3 separate regions of the Mus musculus genome follow, and all the other regions are linked to region 1. The links are chromatin contacts, called in public ChIA-PET and HiChIP or PLAC-seq maps. All regions are on one chromosome and are shown on one strand. The core of a region is the stretch at or near the end of the contact, and the rest is flanking DNA. Distances in the headings are between cores, read along the strand shown. Region 1 holds the start of Ptprc (protein tyrosine phosphatase, receptor type, C). Region 2 overlaps Nek7 (NIMA (never in mitosis gene a)-related expressed kinase 7). Region 3 overlaps Nek7 (NIMA (never in mitosis gene a)-related expressed kinase 7).

Region 1 (4,462 bases), core at 891-3,390:
GACCTTAAATTTGACGTTGGTCTCATTTGGATTTCATAAGCTAAATAAAATGCTGGAGTGCTGTGTACTCTCCATGGATGCTTCATTAGTGTTTTACTGTACTAATTTATTTTTCTAAAGCATATAATAAAATGTTGCTCCCTGAAAGTGCATTTCCTGTAGATACCACATTAATTTATCACATGAAAAGAAAATGTAGGATCTGAGTCATTTTTTGCTTAATAAAGTACATAATTTAAAGCCTTAATATGTTCTCAACACTAAATAAAAATGTGTCTTGAAATGCTAAACACCATTTTCAAATACAAATGATCATGTGTGTGTGTGTGTGTGTTTCTAACAGTAAGTTTCTAACACACTCTAAGGAAAACTGTCAGAGTCCTATAGAAAAATATTTATCCTCAGTATTATATTAAGCTTGGTCTTTATAAAAACCGTTCTATCTGTTAGCAATTTATCAACTATCCTTTATCTATATATTGGTTAATAATCTATATTTTAGAATAAAGTATTTAGGAAAGTTGATTTAAAGGTTTCTAGGACCCTTTATGTACATTTTTATGGTGAATTCAAAGATGTTTCTTGTGCAAAAAATATCAATATCCTAATTTATAATTTGGGGGTGACTTGCTCTACAATCTGAAGGTACCTTAATGTTCTTTCTCACCCATTTAAAGAAAATCGGAAAATTGCCCCGAGTGGGGACTTACAGTGGAAATATGCCAATATATGATAAAATGTACAATCTTCAATTCTTCTCTATAATTCTCTTTACATTATAACAAAAATCATAGAGAGCTCACGACCTGGGAAGTAGTTGGTGCATTGTGACAAGATTCTGTGGTGCCCTGCATTGTTTAAAATCATCTTATGCCAGATAAACCTCATCCAAGCAAATTCGCAACTTACCTAACTGGATTTTCTTTTGAAAAAAAAATCCATCTTTCCAATTAAAAAGCAAAACAAACTTATTGTGATAACATCAACAAACAAGTATCTGAGGCTGCATTTCTTTTCCAGGCCCTCAGACAACACAGAGCAGACGTTAGCCGGCTTAGTACCAGGGATTTCTTTGGAAACGAGAGGAGTGAACATCAGGAAAAAAATAAAATTGAATTCTGATACAATTAACTATTTTCCCCATTTAAAAGTATCTTAGATTAAACACTACAAGGAGAAATGCCATCTAGCTGTAACTTGATAATCAACTCATGTCTCAAAGAGAAACTACTCCAGAAATAATTATTGACCAGACCAGATATGTAAGAAGGACTGAACCTTCAGTAAGCAGTGCCTGCCTGGTCACCCTGTCCTGAAGGACACAGCATTTGTAGGAATTTTATGAACTGTAACACACGTCTACCTTTTCAAGGCTGTACTCTGTACCCATCACCCAGGAAGGGCGGTGGCTCTACCAGAATTTCCACAGCAGAATTCATAGGAAGCATTATCTCAGAACTAAAATGATTAATTCAAAACACATTCGATGGTAAGACAACACGGAGAGTTTTTAAAGCACCTAATGTGCTCTTCAGCCTTTCTGTAGCTGAGCATTCAAAACCCTATTTTAATAATCATTAACATTTGAGGAAACAACCCTTTGTCTGAAGAGACTGGCTTACACACAAGCAAAGCTGTCTCGTGATTTTAAACCTTTCATATTTTGATCAAAAGCATTAAAAGCTGACTTAATTAACAATTCCTCTAACCATAGCAGATGCAGGTTGGATCAATTGCTTTAGCTACATTCCTGAACAGTTTCCAAATAAAGAGAGACAAAGAGAGTCAACTTTCCTATTAAAGTGTGATCTTTCCCCGAAACATTTATGTATTTTGAACAGAAGCAGTGTATGCTGCCCTCCACTAGGCCTTGTTTCTCTGAACAACGGCAAACTTGAACATGGAGTAACGAATCTTCTTACTTTCAATATCCATCACACGCAACTTTTAAAAATAGCCATTTCAACCTAGCCTTTGCCACAAAATCAACAAAATACAAGGAAGTAAAAATGAATATGGGTGTGCTTACCTGTGACAAAGACTTCTGTGTCCAGAAGGGCAAATCCAAAGGCCAGAAGTTTGAGCCACAAACCCATGGTCATATCTGGAGATCAGCTGTGCCCCTAAGAAATAGGGTCTCCCTGAAAGGCAAAATAATGGTTATCTCTCTTGAAGTTTGTCTCTGTAAAGCTAAGTCAAAACTAAAAGAAAAGAACGCATACTTTGCACTCTGTCTTATCAGATGGGGAGCAAGTTTCCTACTCTCTTACCCTAAGAACAAACCACTTGCTAGCTACATGCACTGCTAAATGGTGATGTCAGATTCGGTTTTACTAACTTCTCCAAAAATACTGTAAAGGGTCCTCTTTGCAGGAAGTTAAAAAAAAAAAAAAAAAGGTCGTTCAAAGTCAGTGCAATGGCTTCTTACTTCCTTAATTCAAGTAATTATGCTGTTAGCGGTTCGTCTCAATTTTCCTCTAAAGGAAAACAGTTTTAAACTATATAAATATTGCTCCTTTTTAATATCTTTTTAAGGAAGCTTTATTCAAAAACAATACATCCCTCCCAAGTCATCAATAATTTTCTTACCCAAGATATGACAAGCTTCCACATGAGTATAACAACATAGGGGTTGGCAAGATAACACAGTGACTAAGCTGGTACGAGGCTCTGAAGTTCGTTGAAGACGACCAAGTGACCCAAACCAACTGTCTTTCTGCTTATGTCTGCCAACTCCTGTTATTTACCATAAGGAGCTCAGACTCAAATGGTATGCCTATTTCCTCGGTGATGTGGCTTTCCTATGCAAAACTACCTTCACTGGCTTTAAAGAGCCTCCCAATTTGTTTTTCAGGGCTGCTGGTGGTGGTTTCATTGAGTTTTATGCAGGTATCTCCTTGAGTGGTGGAGTGAGACTCTCCTCTGTGCATCAGTGAATTCTGCTTCAAGACAGGAGTGCCCCTACATTTGGGGTTGCTCTGTGCTATTTACCAATGAAAGAAGAGCAATGAAAACCAAGCCTTGTCTTTTACAAAGTTAACTTGTTTCTTTTGATCATAGTATTTCCCCACCCCACCACACACATCCCTGATCAATTTCACATGTATATTGAATTTGCATTATTTCCCCCCACTCTCTCTTTTCCCCAGAACCCTCCTATGTCCAAATACACAGATTCATCCCTAATTCATACCATTTATTCTTTAACTTTTATTGCTACACACACACCTACAAATAAACGCATCCCTACACACACATACACTCATACACACACACCCCTACACATGTATACACACACTCACACACACACACACACACACACACACACCTGAAGGTATAACCTACTGAGTTTGTTTAGTGGTGTATGTGTGTGTGTGTGTGTGTGTGTAGATGTGTAGATGTGTAGGTGTGTGTGTATGTGTCTGTGTTTGTCTGTGTGTACATAGGGTTGACTACCTGGTATCACATAACTAGTTAGGGAGCTCACCATGCGAAAGTCTAATTCTTATATTCAGCAGTCCTTAACTACCTTTCATGCTTCATCTTGAGTGGGGGCCTCTGAGATTTCCCTCATGAACTTTAGCATATCAACTGATCTTGTCACCATTAAGGTCTTGCTAAGGTAGTAAGCCATTTATTGAGGTTTCATGATGATACCCTTCCCGTATACCTAAAAGACACTATCTTGTAGCAGACGTCCTGGTCCTCTGGCTTTTACACTCTTTCCACTCCCTCTTCTGTGAAGTTTTCTGAGCTTGAGTAAGTTTCCCAAGCCTTGTGTTACAGATGCATCAAATTGGGTTGGAAACCTCAAGGTCAGTCATTCTCTGAGTTTGACTGGTTGTGGCTTTCTATAATGTTCTCCCTCTACTACCAAAAGAAGACTGAATGAATGATGGTATTCTCAGGGAGTTTGCCAATAAGAACATGCCTACAGTATTTTAAAGGTTCCTGTGAATTCAACAGTACAATTAAATGGATCTAGTAATATTTTGCTATCTACTTTCATTTAAAAACAAAAGAATATACACATAACTTAGTGTTTGAAATATGTAGATAATGGGAGACAAGTAGACACAGTGATTATAATCCCTAATTATGAAATACCATAGGGTCTTGTGTTTTCGTGTGTGTGTGTGTGTGTGTGTGTGTGTGTGTGTGTGTCTGTGTGTCTGTGTGTCTGTGTATCTCTGTGTCTCTCTGTGGGTTTGTGTGGTGTACATGTGTTCATCCACCTGTGTACATTTGAAGGCAAAAAGGTAATGTTAGGTGTCTTCTTCTATCACTCTATACATGTTTTTGAGTTAGGGTATCTCACTGAAGCTGTGCTCAGCATTTAGGGTAGACTGTGTGATCAATGAAGCCCTGTCTCTGAGTCCCCAGGATTGGGGTTACACACATGCATAGTCACTTTTACAATGGGTTCTGGAGTTCCAAACTCAGGTTCTCATGCCTGTACAGG
Region 2 (4,462 bases), core at 1,278-3,777, 390 kb after region 1:
TCAAAGCAAGCAATAAACCTTACTGCTCAGAGAATAACTGGCAGGTAAACTAGAAAGAGGAGAAGGCAGTGTGAGGATTGTGGGCAAACGCTTTTGCACACTGTGAGCCACCAGGGGGCTACCTTCCTCCTGCCCACAGTCCGTTAGCTCCTGAGCATGCAGCAAGGGGCACTGGAACTCCAGCATCCTGCTCACTTCATACATTCAACATCCTAAGTGGATACTAGTTGGTGCTGCCAGGAAGCATAAAAGAATGTCTAGTGACTCTAAGATTGTGTCGTCATATTCTGCAAACTGTGAAAGTACAGGCTGTTTCTTACATGTAGTTCTGGTGTATGTTCTTTCACAGACAGCCCAGATATTACAATATTTCAAATTATAAAAAAAAAAAGTAGAAATCCCCACAACTCAAGCCTATGATCATTATTTAAATTAATATCCCTAGAAATTTTTAGCATTGCACTCTGATTACTGTTATATAATTTTAGAATTAAAATATGCAACATTATGCATATTTTTTGCAACATTAAACCCTCCTCATTTAAAATCTAAAAATGAAAATAGCCACAAACTGTCATAAACCTCTACCAAAATGTAAATATAACACTCCATTGTTTAACAGTCATCTTCCTGTAGTATTTTACCTTTTCTGTCCCCACGTTTTTTACAGTCTGAATTAAAGGAGGAAAAGGGAAATCTACTGTCTTACAAGAGACCTGAGTAATGAAAGACAGAAGAATCAAATAAAATGTCCAGTCACTGCTCTCTAGATGGTAATGCGTACCACCTAGGGGGGAAGAACAAGAAAGCTAATAAAAAAATCTGCCTTAACTTCACTAGAGAAGCAGCAATGCAAATAAACAAATAAACAAATAAATAAATAAAAACACACAAGTTCCATATTCTAAACCTTAAACACAAAGGGCTTCATACCATACTAAAAATGCAAGCACAGGTCCCAGGCTATGTGTGGGCTTATAGGCGCCTCTCGAGTAAGGAAGAGGAGAGCCATGCTAAGAACATACACTGCTCATCACTCCATCAGACCTGGTGTCCATGCGACACACAGAAGGCTGACTTCTTTAGGTTTCTGTTTGTGTCCACGCTGCCATTAGCATTACAAAAGTGAAGGGGTCACTGGGCTAACCATATGTTACCATATCACCCCCATTATTCAGACCAATGGTGTGGAACAAAACAAAGGGAGGTTGTCAACCCTAAGCCCAGGCTGTCCTTCCCTGTCTTTTAAAATGCTACGGAGAGCAGGAACATTTCTCAAAGACTTAATAAGCAATAACGCCTATAAGCTCTTGTCAGGTAATCTTTCTTTCGCTGTCTCACACCATCAGTCTGAAGGCAGAGGGGAGGAAAGGGGAAAGCCCCTCCCTTCCCCCCATATGCCTGCCACAAGGCAGCCAAGCCTGGGATGACACTTGCCTGTTTCCAACAGGGAAAGTGGTCGGTCCACCCACACAGGAGCAACAGCAGGAGGCAGAAACGAAAGGACTGGTGTGAAAAGAGATGCAGAACCGGTCTATGATTTTGAAATTTAGACTGTGTGGCAGCCTAGTGTCTCATAAGAAAACAATTACTTTCATTTCTGCCTCCTACTGCCGCCCCGACCTTTCTTGGTTGGCAAGTCAGTAGGAGGCAAAAAAAAAAAAAAAAAAAAGAAAAAAAAAGGGGATTTTTTTTTTCTTTGAAGCACAGGACCAGCCAAAACTGTGAACTTCAGAATCACAACATGAACTCCCTAATTTTTAGAGGTGTTCTTTTATTGTCTTTGCTAGGAACGGTGTAATAATGGTGTCTCAGTGTCTCATCATCGGATGAGATGGCATTAAACTAGGTAGAGCTAATACCATTTGCTTATAACAATCTTGATCGTGTAACTTAAGACCGTTACAAAGTTACAGATAGACTTGATAGAGCCAATCCTGAAAGCAAAAGTATTCTTGCTCTAAATGGTTTTTCTCAACACTGAAAACTCAAGTACAGAGAACATAGCAACACAACGTATATTAAATATATATATTTGAGAATGATTAAACATGGTCCTTTTAAGGGCATCCTGATTGGCTTCAACTCTGTATCTACCTGAGCCTTACTACAAGTAAAAAAAAAATAAGAGCTCAGCAGTGTCCAAAGTAAATGTATCCTTTCTCACAAGATTTAGCTTAATAAGAAGAGCTAAGGAAAATGCCCACATGAGCAAACGAAACAAAGATAACAAAGATTCAGGAAACACCAGAACAAACATCAAGATCCTCCATCAAGTTTCCGTGGGAAGACCGGGAGTTGGGACAGGCCCTACGGCAGTGCTGGCGCTTTAGATGGTCCCGGAAGGATGGACCAGATTTTAAAAACTAAAGAGCGAGCAGGAAGGCGTGTAGAACATGGGTGAGTTCAGGGAATCAGCAAAGACAGTTTTCTGTAGGCTGCATTTCTGAGCTGTGCTGCTGGGAGAAGCCAACAGATGCACTGAAACGAATGAAACCACAGACTAAGCAAGTGTGGAGACCAATATGGGCGTCACACATGCCCGCTTTGGGAGTCAGTGCGCACTGCACGCGGAAGTCTGTGGGGACGTTGCCACACACCCACTCCACTACAGATTTCACTTGTAAGTCCTGTCGGGTCCTCAACACTGAGAACCTTTGAGCAAAACCGAGGCAAGGCCAGTGGAGCGTAAGTGAGGGCTGCTGTAGAAGACCTCTCAATACCAGGCTGAGAAGCAGCCTGTATGAACGACAGTAGGGACAATGAGGTGCCACCTGGGAAAGTGAAGCTTACACTGTAAGCATCCATTGCATATGGGGCTCTGCGGGGCACCTTAACAACAAATGCTGGGAAACTCCAAGTTGAATTTCAATAGTATGTATACACTGTTTTACAAAAACAATTTACATTACAAGATATAAGGAATAACATAATAAAAAAAATTCAGACAGAGAGAGAGAGAGAGAGAGAGAGAGAATATGATGGAAGTCAAGAGCTGCCAGCCAAAGCAGAAGTGGGTACAAAATGCAGAGACACTCCTAAACCTCGCCTCCCCTCCCCTCCTCGCCTCCCCCAGACTATCAGTAACCCTCAAAGCCAAGAAGTCAAGAGATGAACTCATAAGCTAGAGCTACCCTCCTGTCCTGCTGAAGACGAGGACCGAGCCTCAGGAAGCACGTAGAAGCCAGTAATTCTGACTACAACTTGGAAATTCAAAATGACCACTTGGCCGCTCCTTGACTGCGGCTTACTTGATTGGTTTACTCCCACATATTTAACAGAGAGACACACTTATCCCTGCTTAATTAAATTACCTGTGGCTGGAACTGAGTAACGGGCGGCCCTTGCATTCCTTGTGATTGTTCATCCATTCTGACTCAACTGGGACTTCAGGATTCTGCAAAAAAACGGAAAGCTGAAATTTAAAGAACGCAATCATTACCAATTCACACCACTTCCACGGGCCCGACACATGCACGGAGATATGATAGATTCCTGTGATGCTTCCGAACAACTCACTAAGACACCCTCCGCTTCTATTGCTGACACCTGCTACACCCAAGCTCTGTTTAGTTCACATAATCAGACACTAGCACACCATTTCCACTTCTCCGGGCAAACAGATCAAGGACATCCCATGCTTGAGGGAAGACTAATAGCACACAAAGATCCCCAGACTAGGGCTAAGCGCCCCAGCAACCCTAAATTGTATCTATTCTTTACATTCTAAAAATACCAGCACATCTAATACTTTACTAAAATAATACTAAACTTTCCTTTAGAATACCTTTTAAACAGTAGCAACAATATTCTGGATATAGGTCATTTGCACTGCAAATTTGATCTTCAGCCACACGAGTTGTCGAAAACCTTCTCAATGGTAAACAGAAACTCATCATTATAATGCAGTCAGTCTAGATCATCTACTTCTCTCTGATGAATGTCTTATAAGCTACTTACGAATCAGTTCCCTTATATAAGTTCCCCCATTTTATTTATTCTTTAGTCTTCCATATTTAGACTGCTGTCTGGAATTATATTTATATAATAAAGGAAATCGGTTGTCTTTATGGATACCCAATTGCACTCTTTGAAAACAGTGCCCTTCACCATACCACAATGCTGCTCTCTCATCTTTATCCTGAGTCAAGTCACTCTGCACAGAGACACAGTCAGCACTCTGTATTCACAGAGCTACGTTGGTTCAGAATACATATAGACATTCCTTGGCATTATCCCTTCAACAATATAGCAACACATTACAGAACCTTCAATACTATATTAGATGAGGATGCTCACAGAGTTTATGGGAAGATATGTGTAGGCTATATGAAGCTATATAGTGATTTGAAATATATAAGCCCTAATTTATATAAGGTTTACCAGAGTACCATCAGATTTTAGTATCCATGGTAAATCAGAAAATCCTGAAACCAATTACCCGCCAGTACAGAGGGGACTG
Region 3 (4,462 bases), core at 1,172-3,671, 340 kb after region 1:
GCTTAGGAACAAACGCCTTCAAATGTCTCCAGCCATGTATCCGGAAGCTTATTTCCCTGTTTGGCTATTTAGTTTACATCACTGTTCTTTAAGAGCCCATTTAAAAGCTCCTCACTCCACATCTAAAGACTGCTTTCAAAGAATTAATGACTTTCAAGGAAATTATGACAGCAAAGATAGACACAACTAAATTAAGGCCAACTTAATTTTGTTTTAGTTCTTATTTTAAAAATCAACACTTCCTGTATTTTATATGCACTAGAAGAAAAAAGGTGACTTGGGGAGTCATGAGATAATCTACTTTTAACACAAGTTAAAAAACATTTCTTCTAGGAATTTTTATTGTTTCTGATCCAAAATAATTTTTCTTCCCATTGCTAATACAGTGTTGGTAGTTACATCAATTCTATTTTAGGTGCAAAGGGACATCAAAATAATGTTAACTCAAAAATGAATCAACTGTGGGTATTTCTTCCATTCTGTAAATAGAGAAATTTTGTTTCTCTTCATTCACTATGAGTCATCATCCTTAGGTTTTCTCTCTTAATAGTTATCACAGTTACACGCCCATTGAATAAATAAACATGTATGAATTATTACCTCTGGCATTTAAAAAATATCCAGTGAAGACTTCTTCCAAAATACAGTTTTCCATTAGCTCACAGTCATTACAAATAAGACAAAAGGAGTTCTCCATGGCAACAGTAAAAGCCAGGCTTATCAGTATTATTCAAAAAACCAGCACAAACAACAAAAACCTCAGGGCCTGCTTCAGTTTAAATAAGCAATCGTGTAAAAGGTAAGAGGGAACTGTGAGCACCTGTCAGGAGCAGCTGACTCCTAGGCAAGCAGCGCCGTAGAGCTGGTGTGACCTGTTTTAAACCGTGACCAACACAATCACACACGTAACGGACTGAAGCGGTGAAATCATGCCTCTTACCTAAAGAATGTGCAGCTGTGGTTTTGGAGCTGAAAAACCGACCAAGCCCAAGGTCTCCGAGTTTTACTACCCCAGTGGCTGTAATGAACACATTAGCTGGTTTTATATCTGTGGATAAATGAAGAGATCAGGTGAGAGATGCTATAAGTTTGGGAATCTGAAAGGAATACGAAATTTCCTCCTGTGGAAGGATTCAAAATGTCTATTAAATATGAAGGTCTGAACCGAAAGTCACTCACTATATTTTGAATTATTCTCATATATTTCAAACTTCTTAGTCCAATTAATATCACAAGGAATACGGGTGAAAATTTAAGGCACAAAATAAACATGTGTCCCCCTTTGTTTAATGGTGTTAAATAACATGCTGCTGAAAAAGGAATTGGTACATTTACACAAGTTATAAAATCATACCTTAGCAATATTATGTACATTGTATTCATTTCATGGCTTCAGAAATCACAATTCCCTAAATAATTTGCTTCAGATCTGACAGCCCCAAATAAGTGGATCAGTCACTTAGTGACTTGAGTGCATTATGTCTGCCCAACAACTGGACTGACCATGAAGCATCCCTGAAGGCCTGAGGCTGGGATGCCACAGTCTGCTTGTCTGGAGGAGACACGACAAACCCTCTTCCTAATGCACATGCACTGTCCCCCACAGCTTCCCTTTCTCACCCAGAGAACCAGCAAGGTATTGAGAGAAGTCGGGCAAAGCATAATTCGCATTATTTATCATAAAGCAGGGCTTCACTTTAACGCTTACAGTCCTGACAAATTATAATTTAGACATAAATTATGAAAAACAGGTAATGCCGTGGACTGAATGGAAGCTATCTTAAAGTGCTTGGTGGCGAATGTCACTTAAGATGCTGCTGCAGACTTCCCGTGCTTCTCTTACCTCTGTGCATGACTCTTCGAGAATGCATGTGGTCCAGTGCACTGCAGAGCTGAACGAAGTATTTCCAAACGGTTCTCTCAGGGATTAGCCTCTTTTGTTTCTTAAAGTGCTGTTTAAAATATTTTTTTAAAAAAAAATTAGTGATTCTGAGAAATCAGATTTCTTAAAGTTGAATTCCAGCATTGCGAATCAGTAAGTCAGAAAAAAATCAACTTTTATCCCCTCGTTATTATTTTTTAAAGTATAATTTTCCATACTAAGACGACTCCAGAAATTTCACTTGACAGAATGACTTACATTTCCTCCTATTTGTTCTTAAGCTATGGAACACTACTACTCTGTAATGTCCAACTACTTTTAAAAAAATACATCTATCTAAAATGACTTATCTCACATCTCATTTCAAGAAGGACTACGGTTTTAGGAAATGAAGAAATATTAAAGTAGACTCGCTAAAAGACCACTCTTACTGAGTATGTTGCATTAGCTGATTAAAGTGTGTGTCTAGCATGCCTGGGTTCCATCTACAGCACCACAAGAACAAGCATGGTGTTGCATGCCTGCAAGCTTAGCACTTGTGAGACAGAGGAAGTGGGTGAGTCAAAAGTGCAAGCCCAGCACTTGGGAGGCAGGTGCCAGAGAGCAGAAGGGCAAGCTTATCTTCAGCGAGGTAAGGAGTATGTAGCCAGCCTAGCACATAGGACTTAGTCTTAAAAACCACCACCACCAACAACAACAAAAATAGAAATAACAAACAAACAAAAGACAGTCCTGCTTCAGGCAAATGTCTCCACTCTAGAATTCTAGTTAAAGGTTGAGCTGCATGGGTGACTAGAAACACCATAATTTACTAAAACTTAAGTCATGGTATAAAAGTTTTCATGAGTGTATTCACTGCACATAACAAAGCAAAGCTGTCTTTTGAATGGATGAAACTACGTTCTGGAGAGTGAGATGGTCACAGGAAAGCTGAAGCAAAGCACTGAGAGTATCAACAGGCTGTCGGAGGGAGGGGTCCAGAGACTGAAAGGGAAACTGCTAAACACAACCAGAAGCCCACAGCTACAGAGCAGCGTCGTCCAGTTTCCTGTCTTAAGTTTAACAGGAAACTATGAAAGCAGCATAGCAAGATCCAAGCTCTCAGCCCCACTGGATACTCTGTATATAAAAATCATTTTTAAAAACAACAGTGCAGTGGGTTTCTTACTGAATAGTACTTATAAATTACCAACATGAAGAAACGGTACCTTTAAACAGCTTTTTTTTTTCCTACAAAGCTTTAAAAAAAAATCTTAACTTTATGAAGCATATGTCCTAACATCAACTTTTAAATCTGTTTTTTTACTGTATTTGAAAACCACATTTGGAAAAGTTCAACCAATTAATTTTTTGGTATTGAATGCAAAAAAAAAAAAAAAACCCTATATTTGAGAAAGTGAAAAGCCAGCCCTTCTGAGTCGCACCTGTGGCCAGCTGAGGGCTGGCTAAAATGGCAAAGCTACAGGGAAACTACTGGAGTCCTTTTCCATCAGCAACAACCAACACCCCCCTGCCACTGTGCCCACTTGCTAGAGGAAGAAAAAATGTCTGTTTAAAAAAAGGTAAGAATACTAGGCTAATTTTTCCTACATAGCACATGGCTGAAAAATCAATTACTTTTTGCAATTTCATTAGCAAGTAAGTCAGTAACCTATTCTAAATGACCAGGTAATAATGAAAGTAGACCACTGTCCTTCTAACTATGGAGAAATGCCCATATTGGGTTTCAATAGGAAGGTTTTCTTTTATGGCAGACTGTGTCAACATCAGTTTTCACTGGAAGGAGACAATACTGAAAATTCAGCTCTTTACACATAATTTTCCTTGAGACTTGGAACGCATCCAATAATGCCCGTGCATGCACCCCCCTATGCCACATTAACACATCAGAGGGATGACTGATGCCAACAGCAAGACGGGTACCGGGTCTCTTCATTCAAAGATGCACTGCATCAAGTAGACATTAGAACATGGAAGAAAAATTTAATGCTTTAACAGAGTCTAAACTCATCATAACCATAATCAACTTGGCAGTTGATTATTTTAAATAACTTAAAAACGAAGACTGTAATATAATTACCTCATTTCCCTGTTCCAAACCTTCCCACGTACCCCACCCTCCCACCCCACCCCTGCCCCTTGAATTCTTTCAAATCCATGGCCTCTTTTTCTTAATTATTGTAAGTGTTGGTGTGTTTCTGTTTCTTTTCAAGTCTCATTATTAAAAGACAAAATATAAAAGGGACACAGGAAAAACCCTGGACACAAAATGCACATTAGGGTGAAGAAGACCTGGCAGTATAAATTCTTCTCAGATACTGTTTCCTATAACAAATTAAAAGGGAGGAAAGCAACCTGGCATGAGTGTCATGCTGACCTGACAAACCTTAGGAATCTCACTGAAGAACAACATGAACTTGACTACCAGGCAATAAAGTCTGATTATTCGACTGGTGGTCCTCAGTTTCTAAACTGTCTACTTAAACGCTTGGGCTTGTCAAAGAGTCTTTAAAAGGAGGGCTTCGGCTGTTTCCGGAAGCAACAGCTACAATGTTGCAAACCTATCGGTTCTCACCGTGG

What was found. ChIA-PET counts read pairs in DNA pulled down with a chosen protein or histone mark. HiChIP or PLAC-seq counts read pairs in DNA pulled down with a chosen protein or histone mark.
Region 2: a contact with region 1 is called in an H3K27ac HiChIP or PLAC-seq map of thymic regulatory T cells, with 4 times the contacts expected there. The contact joins the enhancer-like site here to the promoter of Ptprc in region 1. A contact is called at or near these places in 1 of 39 promoter capture datasets (pre-B cells), 1 of 484 Hi-C or Micro-C datasets (group 2 innate lymphoid cells), 8 of 115 datasets of contacts at active chromatin or transcription factors (the SCID.adh cell line, effector CD8 T cells, memory CD8 T cells and 5 more) and 1 of 9 other capture datasets (macrophages).
Region 3: a contact with region 1 is called in an RNA polymerase II ChIA-PET map of memory CD8 T cells, with 743 read pairs. The contact joins the enhancer-like site here to the promoter of Ptprc in region 1. A contact is called at or near these places in 1 of 39 promoter capture datasets (pre-B cells), 1 of 484 Hi-C or Micro-C datasets (CD4 T cells), 5 of 115 datasets of contacts at active chromatin or transcription factors (bone marrow-derived macrophages, effector CD8 T cells, memory CD8 T cells and 2 more) and 2 of 9 other capture datasets (liver and macrophages).

Annotation. Positions count from the first base shown.
Region 1 is chr1:138,172,986-138,177,447 of GRCm38.p6, forward strand. Ptprc (protein tyrosine phosphatase, receptor type, C) reads right to left here and starts at 2,141. Exons shown (of 32, transcript NM_001111316.2): 1 at 2,030-2,141. The coding sequence starts at 2,102.
Region 2 is chr1:138,558,389-138,562,850 of GRCm38.p6, forward strand. It overlaps Nek7 (NIMA (never in mitosis gene a)-related expressed kinase 7), which reads right to left. Exons shown (of 10, transcript NM_021605.4): 2 at 3,315-3,397. The coding sequence starts at 3,371. Among named protein-coding and RNA genes, the nearest start is that of Nek7, 59 kb to the right of the region's middle. Within about 2 kb of position 2,528, at least 60 of the 459 cell types and tissues checked have an H3K27ac peak or open chromatin away from gene starts, as enhancers often do. A contact at or near this core is called in the SCID.adh cell line, effector CD8 T cells, group 2 innate lymphoid cells and 5 more, where this site is marked.
Region 3 is chr1:138,514,685-138,519,146 of GRCm38.p6, forward strand. Nek7 (NIMA (never in mitosis gene a)-related expressed kinase 7) reads right to left here. Exons shown (of 10, transcript NM_021605.4): 6 at 1,844-1,952; 7 at 941-1,048. Among named protein-coding and RNA genes, the nearest start is that of Nek7, 100 kb to the right of the region's middle. Within about 2 kb of position 2,422, at least 101 of the 459 cell types and tissues checked have an H3K27ac peak or open chromatin away from gene starts, as enhancers often do. A contact at or near this core is called in bone marrow-derived macrophages, effector CD8 T cells, liver and 4 more, where this site is marked.